Linked DNA regions of Mus musculus: region 1 is linked to region 2. Evidence: chromatin contacts called from public Hi-C data. All regions are on one chromosome and are shown on one strand. Each heading gives the region's core, a stretch centred on a gene start, on an enhancer-like site or on the middle of the called end of the contact. The rest is flanking DNA. Distances are from core to core; before and after follow the strand shown.

What was found. A called contact is a pair of places that touch in the nucleus more often than the background predicts.
Region 1: a contact with region 2 is called in a Hi-C map of 3T3-L1-derived adipocytes, with 2.7 times the contacts expected there. The contact joins two enhancer-like sites. A contact is called at or near these places in 1 of 39 promoter capture datasets (the 3T3-L1 cell line) and 1 of 484 Hi-C or Micro-C datasets (3T3-L1-derived adipocytes).

What each region holds. Positions count from the first base shown.
Region 1 is chr4:55,957,892-55,961,881 of GRCm38.p6, forward strand. No RefSeq gene overlaps it. Among named protein-coding and RNA genes, the nearest start is that of Gm34482, 6.5 kb to the left of the region's middle. Within about 2 kb of position 2,355, at least 26 of the 459 cell types and tissues checked have an H3K27ac peak or open chromatin away from gene starts, as enhancers often do. A contact at or near this core is called in 3T3-L1-derived adipocytes, where this site is marked.
Region 2 is chr4:55,729,127-55,733,422 of GRCm38.p6, forward strand. No RefSeq gene overlaps it. Among named protein-coding and RNA genes, the nearest start is that of Gm12511, 160 kb to the left of the region's middle. Within about 2 kb of position 1,340, at least 57 of the 459 cell types and tissues checked have an H3K27ac peak or open chromatin away from gene starts, as enhancers often do. A contact at or near this core is called in 3T3-L1-derived adipocytes, where this site is marked.

The sequences.
Region 1 (3,990 bases), core at 1,105-3,604, 230 kb after region 2:
CTATCCCAAAGATGAAAGAGTATCAACATGGTGAAATTTATGTTTTCCCCATGACCAGTCTATAGAGTGGAGTCTCAAATACAGTAAGATATTCACTTTGCAAGGCATCCTGGGCCTATCTGATTTGTAAGGGAAAAGACATTTTGTGGTCACAAAAATGGGATAGTCATAATGACCTCAAGAGTAAACACCATATTGTGGCCCATGGGATGCCTAAATCACCTAGAAGTGGGCATAACGACCAACATCACGTGTGTGTTCTTCATGAGGATTCTCTGAAGTACAATGCTTCTTGTAAATAAGCCGATAAAACTGGAAAGAGAAAATTCTCCTCACCCCACAAGCAAGTGTGCATAACACACACACACACACACACACACACACACACACACACACACACACACAGAGAGAGAGAGAGAGAGAGAGAGAGAGAGAGAGAGAGGGAAAGAGAGAGAAAATGTTTCTAAACTGGCAATGCAAGGGTGATCTCATTATCTCTCTTTAATTTACAGATATAAAAAGAAATACATTCAAGACTGCCAGGTTGCCAGGTGTCAGAGGCTCCTGGTAGAGGTGATGTGAGAGTCAGGAGCCAAAGAAACCTACATCAGAGCTCCTGTTCCCCATTCTCCAGGCTCTGTGACCTCATGTGTGTTTCCTGTTTCTTGGAATCTGAAGTCTCTGTTGTGAAGAATAATGATGCTCATTATAACCTGAGTGGTTCATCCTAGGCATCTCTCACTTGTCAGCTCCCTCCCTCCCTCTGGAGACAGTGTTGAGCAAGGACATAGTGGTGGTCCCACTGAGAGATAAGAGTGCTTTCAAACACTTTGCACAGAGAATTCCAGCCTATTGAGTATATATGTGTGGCTTACTGCTTAGGGGCTGAACAAAAAACCCCAGTCTTTTCCCAAGATGAGCAGTTCAATTTGAGCAAAAGGATAGTCTAATGACAGGACTGAGGAGCACAGGGTTGAGGACCAAAGAGTATTATTTTGCACAACTTCAGAAGACTTTAATAGCAAACACATTGAAGAATCCAATGGGCTTTAGAGTCGGAGTGAGCTGCCTGGGCATCTTTGCCTTGTCCCACTAACTATATGATAGGTTGCAATTTACCCAATCTTTTTGAGGCTAAATTTCCTTATTTGTGAAGCAGAGGTATTGTTAGGTATATTTATCTGAAACTGATCTTATAAACAATAGAGGAAATTTCATATGTGGAAAGTACTCATTAAAAACCAAAGCAATAGCCACATGTTAGTGATTATTGATTATTTTCATTATTATTGAGTAATCGCTAACAACAACATGGGCTGCCATGTGGTGCCCGTGGGGCTGCTGTTCTGGGCTGAGGGATTGCAGCAGCAACATTAGCACATCTCAGGCTCCAAAGTGACATCCGATCACTGGAAGGCTTTGTAAATAAGTCCCTGACCTAATTAAGAGCAGATCCACGGATATGGACTTTCTTTTACATAATAGTAGCAGAGACCACGACACAGAAAAAGCCTGGGGAGGCACTTCCTCAAGTTCCCATGAACATTGCTGGTACATGCATCTTAGGCAGTATGGCTCCAACTTAATTTCTCTCTCAGGTGACTTAACCTCTCTGCCTTTTAGGGAATGAGAAAATGTTTAAGGAGCGAGCACAGCTATCCATTATTCTCAGAACATGTCCTCTTTATTAGTCACCAACTGCAACCCTTTAAGAAGGGTTGGATCTTATGGCTGGCCCAAGATGAATTTCAGTCTTACCTGAGTAACCATCACAGAAGTTGGAGTTGGGGGGAACCTCCCTGATCTCTATTTCAATTGGATCTCAATGGTTGTGAAAATTTCAGTCACTCTTCCAAGAGGACACTGCATATTATGCATCTAAATCCTTGGGGAGCAGCTCAGATGCCCAAGAGTTGGTAGGGTGACTTGTCAATAATTCTACTGTGTTACAATGCTACTCTAGAATTTTAAAGGGCTTAGTCATAGCAAGGTGAGTCCATAGTTTCATTGTATGTTCTTACAAATCTTTACCACTTGCTTTACCGCTGCTTAAATAAACTGTTTCTCTTCTTCCTTCCTGAAGACTCACTATTCACTCTATAATTTCAGTTCAGGATTTCCTGTGTGAAGCCATCTCTGGTTCCCACCCTCTCTCAACTCTACTGACCCATCTGGCTTCAGATCTCAAGATCTGCCCTGTGTAGTGAGTTCTCAAGAAGTTATTCTTGTTTTCTCTAGTTCTGGAGCTGACCTGGTTTCTTCCCCAGCCTCTGACAAATAAATTCAGTGCAATGCAGGAGGCTACAAATCAGCTATGCAGTTGTGAAACCTTTGATTTGAGGCAAGACTTTAGATTGCTCAAATGAGAGTTATGTAACTCTCATTGGCATGGTGCAATGGCAGGAGGACCTCACTGGGAGCAGATTTAGTGGCTTATTTTAATGTGACAGTATCAAAGCTGGCATACCTCCGAGCCCCACCAAGGTCTGTGCTTTATAGCAGGAGTCCCCTAGCTATTCTTAGGACAGGAGAAACAAATCCAAGAGCTGGAAGATTCTAGGAATCTTTCCCTAATTCTCTACAACACTAGATGGCCCATCTGAAAAAGCCCAGTAGAGGCTCCATGGAAGCCATTTCTCCATCTGTAGATCATAATTGGGTCAAAGAAGGTTGTGTCATTGTTGATAATGAGGCTGAAGTGTCAGCAGTAGGCATTTGGGAGAAAGATACTATCACAGGCCAAAATTATAATTATTCAATGGGATTGTTATTTCTTTTTTTCTTTTTTTGCTTTGCTTTTTAATGGTAGAAGAATTGTTTAGAATGTTTAGAAGTCATTCCTACTATGATTTACCCCCTTTAACTTTTCTACTTGATAATCTCATAGTGATGTCTACAGAGAAAAGGGGCTCAATCAATAAAAGCTAAAACTCACATGGCAGTCAGCAACTCAGCTGGAGTAGTGGAAAGTATCTTTCTCTCCCTAAGAATCAGTCTAGATGGCAGACCCTGTATCTCAATGTGTCTCAGTGCCTTCTTTCTGCAGGAGCTTTCTTGACCCTCTTACCAAAGCTAACCTTTCTACCCCACATATCGTTGTTCTGAAGGCCCTTGTCAGAGCTGTCCATACACCTTATGACTTCATAAATTAAGGGCTTATGGGTACATATTGAATCCATAGAACACATTTGGGAGTATATGCTTGAGTCAATTTCTTTTTCTGCAGTTGATGAGCTGTGTGATATTAGACAAGTTACTCAGCCTTTCTGGATGGATTTCACCACCATCTGGGTAATACAACCCACTGTGAAATGTGTCACAGTGATAGAGTAAGATAATACACATGAAAAGTGTTGTAGTACAGACTTGTGGTTTTGGGTTGAACAGTCTCTCCAAGTCATTAGCTGCTCTTTCAAATGATGGATTTCTTTTTAAAGAACTCCTTTGTTTTGTTTTTGTTTTTTAGGAAAACATTTATAAATTTGTTCTTTGTTGACTACTGTCATTCTCACTCTCTCATTTCTGAATTCCCCTCCAAGCCCCTTCCTCAAAGCAATTTCCTTTCCCCAATTCTTGTCATTCTTGTTATTATTGTTTTGTGTTGAGACTGAATTTAACCAGGACCAATAGATTTGGAAATACACATTGGAGCTTGGTAGGTTTATTAGTAGATACTTAAATGAAGATGGTGTCTTACTCCCCCCCCCCCACCAGAATCTATCAGTAGCCAATAGCACATCAGGGATAGTTGGGGCTCTGTGAACCCCTCCCTAGTCTGTAACTGAAAGTCAACAGGCTCAATCTTATGCAGGTCCATGGCAGGTTGCTGCTGTGTATTCATGATTGCATTGGTTTTCCCAACCCTTCTCCCCAAATTCCACTTTCTGGATCATCTCCTGTGATATTTCCTGAGCCTTCAGGAGGGTGACATAATGCCTGGTTTAGGGTGATCGCTCAGCCATCACTGCTTGTCAGCATCGTGAACAATCA
Region 2 (4,296 bases), core at 90-2,589:
TGATGGGCAGCAGGTGATGGGAGAAGAACATGATGGCGATGTGTGCTCAGAGACTGGCTTGTCCCCACCTGTGGAGGTGAAGGCTGGGCACAGAGATGGAAGTCAGGGGTGAAACAGTAAGAGTTAGGATATACACCTCTCTGACAATTTTCTATCATCTCCTTCCCGACATAGGTTTGTTCTTTGGAATAACCTTGGCTAACTTGCCTTACCCTCAAGTTTCTAAATTCTGCAAAATGGAGGAGGCAACTCCAGGCACCAAATAGTGCCAACAGTATATTTATGGCAAAAGAAGAAGAAAGAAAAGAAAACCCACTTAGAAGGCATCCGTTGTTGAAATCCTTTGATGCCCACAAACAAATGAGCCACATAAAGGGAAGAATAGAAGCCTTCCCATTGAGAACTCAGCTCAATTCTGTGACTGTCTCGAATCTGCAAAGCATGCTGGTGTCTGTAGTGAGGTCATCTCTTTAATGTCTTGGTAATGTAAGCATCATCGAGGCTTATTATGACTGTTTCCAAGATAATGGATGTCCTGGTGGACATGCTGTGATTGGCAGGGAAAATATCACCAGAGTCTAGGCGAGAACCCAGAAATCTGAACTCCGTCCTCAGGGTGATGGTCGTGTTCCCAGAGCAATAACTAACAGAGCCTTCTCAGGTTTACCCAAGCACAGCTCTAACGAGATTCTCAGAGTTTCTTCTCTTTTCTCAGTAAAGGTCATCTTTGCATAAAAGACCTGGAAGCAAATATTCCAATGAAAGAAAAAACTCCCCCGTAAAAAGGAGTTCGTGCACAATCAAAACGGTTTAGAACCAAGACAGGACTGCTAGTTTTCAGTGCCGTACTTTTCTGGCATGTGCTATAATTAATACAGATGTTGAACATTATACATAATCTGCATATTAGTGACCCACTGCACAATTTATATGGTAATGTCATTAATTGCACATTACCTAGGTTGCTGAATGAACATTACATAGGTTTTTTTAATGGATGTAGTTATTATAATTGAAGTCAATTATATTGCTTCTTGTGCATATCAAGTCAGTAGTGTGTGGCTGGACCTTACAGGGTCCCTGCCAAAAGAAACAGGTGTTTGTTGTGAGGACAACTTATGGGTTGGAGCAAGGGTAAGGGAAAGGGTGAACCATGGCCAGAAATGACTGGCCTGGCTGAGCCCTCTGTAAGGGCTGGGATAGTGCTACAGAGGGCAAGGCGAATGGGCATTGTCTGCTCTGAGGCAGGATCTACTTGCCCTTTTGCTGTGGGCTTAGGAGAGGGTGCAGGCTGAGCTGAAAGCCAGCACCACCCACGCTGTAACAGAACACTTTTCTCCAGGCTGACCCAAAGCTAGATGGTGGTTGCATCACTTCCTCTGGTGTTGTGGAAGCCACATGACTCTGGCATCTGGTTTGCCAGGGATGAAAGGGAGCCCTGCCTGCCCACGATGCTGGCACACAAGACCCTGGGTCCTGTGTGTCTTCTTTTAATATTCCGTTTCCCTAGCAAATGGGGTAAAGTTGCTGTAGTAGCTACTGCTGTTGCTGATGCTGAAGTTGCCTAGTGCTCAAACTCTCTGGAAGGACAACCCAAAGAACAACCCGAAGGCTGGAGAATGAAGAGGAGTTAAGGCTGTGACTCTTCTTGGTAGTCAGCTCTCTGTCACTGTGACATAAATACCCAAAGTAGTCAACTTATAAAAGGGAAACGTTTGTTTTTGTTCCTGGTTTCAATCCCTGGTCTTGTTGGTCCAGAATTTGATAGTGTTGGAATAGCAGTACATCACTGTGGTCATAAATGGGCAGGTCTCAAATCTCTCCTTCAATGACCTCCTTTCCTTCCACAAGTTTCTATGTCCTCAGCATCCTATGATCTCCCAGTTGCAGCACAGAATGCGGACCAAGTATCAGATACATAGGTCTCTGGGGACATTCATTCCAAACTACAGCATCTTTTTGTTAGATAAGGACATCTGAATGCCATGCTCGCCTGCTGTGAGTGTTGCTACCTTCTTTAAACTTCATGAAAGAGCAGGCAGGGGTTTTTTGTTTTGTTTTGAATTGACAGAGACTCTAAAGAGATTGTTTTTTAAACCCAGTGATGTACCCTCAGACATGCACACATACATGAATGCACACACATGCACACAGCACTGGTATACATGACAGACAGGTCCTCTTAGCTAATGTGATGCTAAGATTCCAGAGAGCTTGGAAATTTACTCAGTAATACCCAAATAATACCCATACATATGCATGAATGTTCTCTGTGTTTGGTCTCTGTCTCTGTCTCTATCTGCCTCTGCCTCTGCCTCTGCCTCTGCCTCTGCCTCTGCCTCTGCCTCTGTCTCTGTCTCTGTCTCTGTCTCTGTCTCTGTCTCTGTCTCTGTCTCTGTCTCTGTCTCTGTCTCTGTCTCTTCTCACAGTGTTAGTGGAAGGTAAGATGAGATTTTGAACTCCATTTGATTGAGGCTGATTATCACATTCAGGTCATCTAGGCCACTGTGTCGCAGTTTTATGGCTTTATTTTGGAAGGTCACTCTGGAAGCTCAGGCTGAAATAAATGACAAAGGGCAAAGTTCACACACACACACACACACACACACACACACACACACACACACACCAGATTCAAGTGACTAGGAAAGAAGGAAAAAGAATGCTCTTTTACAAATTTTCCTTTTTTTCAATTTTTTATTGGATATTTTCTTCATCTACATTTCAAATGCTATCCCAAAAGTCCCCTATAACCCCCCCGCCCGCCCTGCTCCCCTACCCACCCACTCCCACTTCTTGGTCCTGGCATTCCCCTGTACTGGGGCATATAAAGTTTGCAAGACTAAGGGGCCCCTCTTCCCAATGATGGCCGAAAAGGGGGAGCCTGATTTTCCTGGGAACCTGTGATGTATGGACTAGCACGTCTTCTCTGCTTCTCTGTCCATTCACTCACCCACCACTCCTCTGCTAATGCCTGGCTGGCCAGGAATACACTTTCTATTTAGAAAGCAAAGGCAGCCAGCTTTGGGCCTGGGCCTGGAGACTGACTCACTGTTGTTGGGATGACACATTGCCTGCACACATTTCACAATTCTCTGAAACACCAGACTTATTTCTGTGAGTATGCAGAGGCCCACTTCACCATCCACCTAAGGCCACACACAAAGGCTGTGCTATTTTTCTTCCCTGGGGCCTAAATGGATGGCAGGACTTCCTATGCCTGAAACATCACCCTCGTTTGGAAGGAGAGAAACACCGGCCAAGAATTGCAACGTTTTTTAACCAGAGTCTGGCTAGCTTTCAATAGCTGCACGCCAAAGCTATACCAGACAGAGAAATGGCTATGAATGGGGTAGGGGTTGGACTGAGGCTTAAAAACAAGGCAGAAAAAAATACAGATAACAGAGAAGAAAAGAGAGGAGAGGAGAGGAGAGGAGAGGAGAGGAGAGGAGAGGAGAGGAGAGGAGAGGAGACAGAATGAGATAGTACATAGGAAGTAAAAGAGGAAATTTAAATAGAGAAAGGTTGCACAGAAATGATTGAAGAATTGGAGCAGAGGGCGAGAGTTCCAGGCTGTGATCATTTCTTCATGTGCCTTTCCCTCCATTTTTGGGTGAGCACTCTTAATCCCCATTACTAAGAAGCAAGAACAGGGGACCAGGAAGTTACAATCTAATGTCTCAGGTGGAAGGGAAGACATTTTTGTTTATTAAACAAACAAACAAACAAATATACATACATACAAGCAAACAACAACCTCATATTGTCGACCAGGCAGACCCAGCACTCACTAAGTAGCCCAGGCTGGTATGGTACTACTTATGGTAGTCTTCCTGCTTGACCTATTGATTTCTGGGATAACAAGTATGCGAAGCCAGCTCGCTCTACATCAGTGTGAGGGGCTTGGACAGTCTTCCACAGTCTTTCTGGAATCTGAAAGCCTAAAGGATACTCTTGTTGACCAGAGAGCTAGCTGGGAAGGCCGAGAATCTGGATGGCCAGTGACAGTGGCCTCTGAGGAGTTGTTTATGCACTTAGACATTAAGTGCCTAAGACTTGAAGGGCCGGCCCCATATTCAAAGCCCTGGATTCAGAACTATCTGGAAACTTCCTCCAGGGTAAACAAAAACAAGCACTTCAGCTCCCTTGCCAGGGCATCTCGCTCCAGAAAGGACGGGAAGGAAAGGAGAGTGATGCTGCTTGTTCCCCTGTGAAGGAAAGGTTACAACAACATTTTCTCTGGGCAGCTGTGAGGTCGGCAGGCAGACTTTTCTCTGGTAACCATCTCGATGTGTC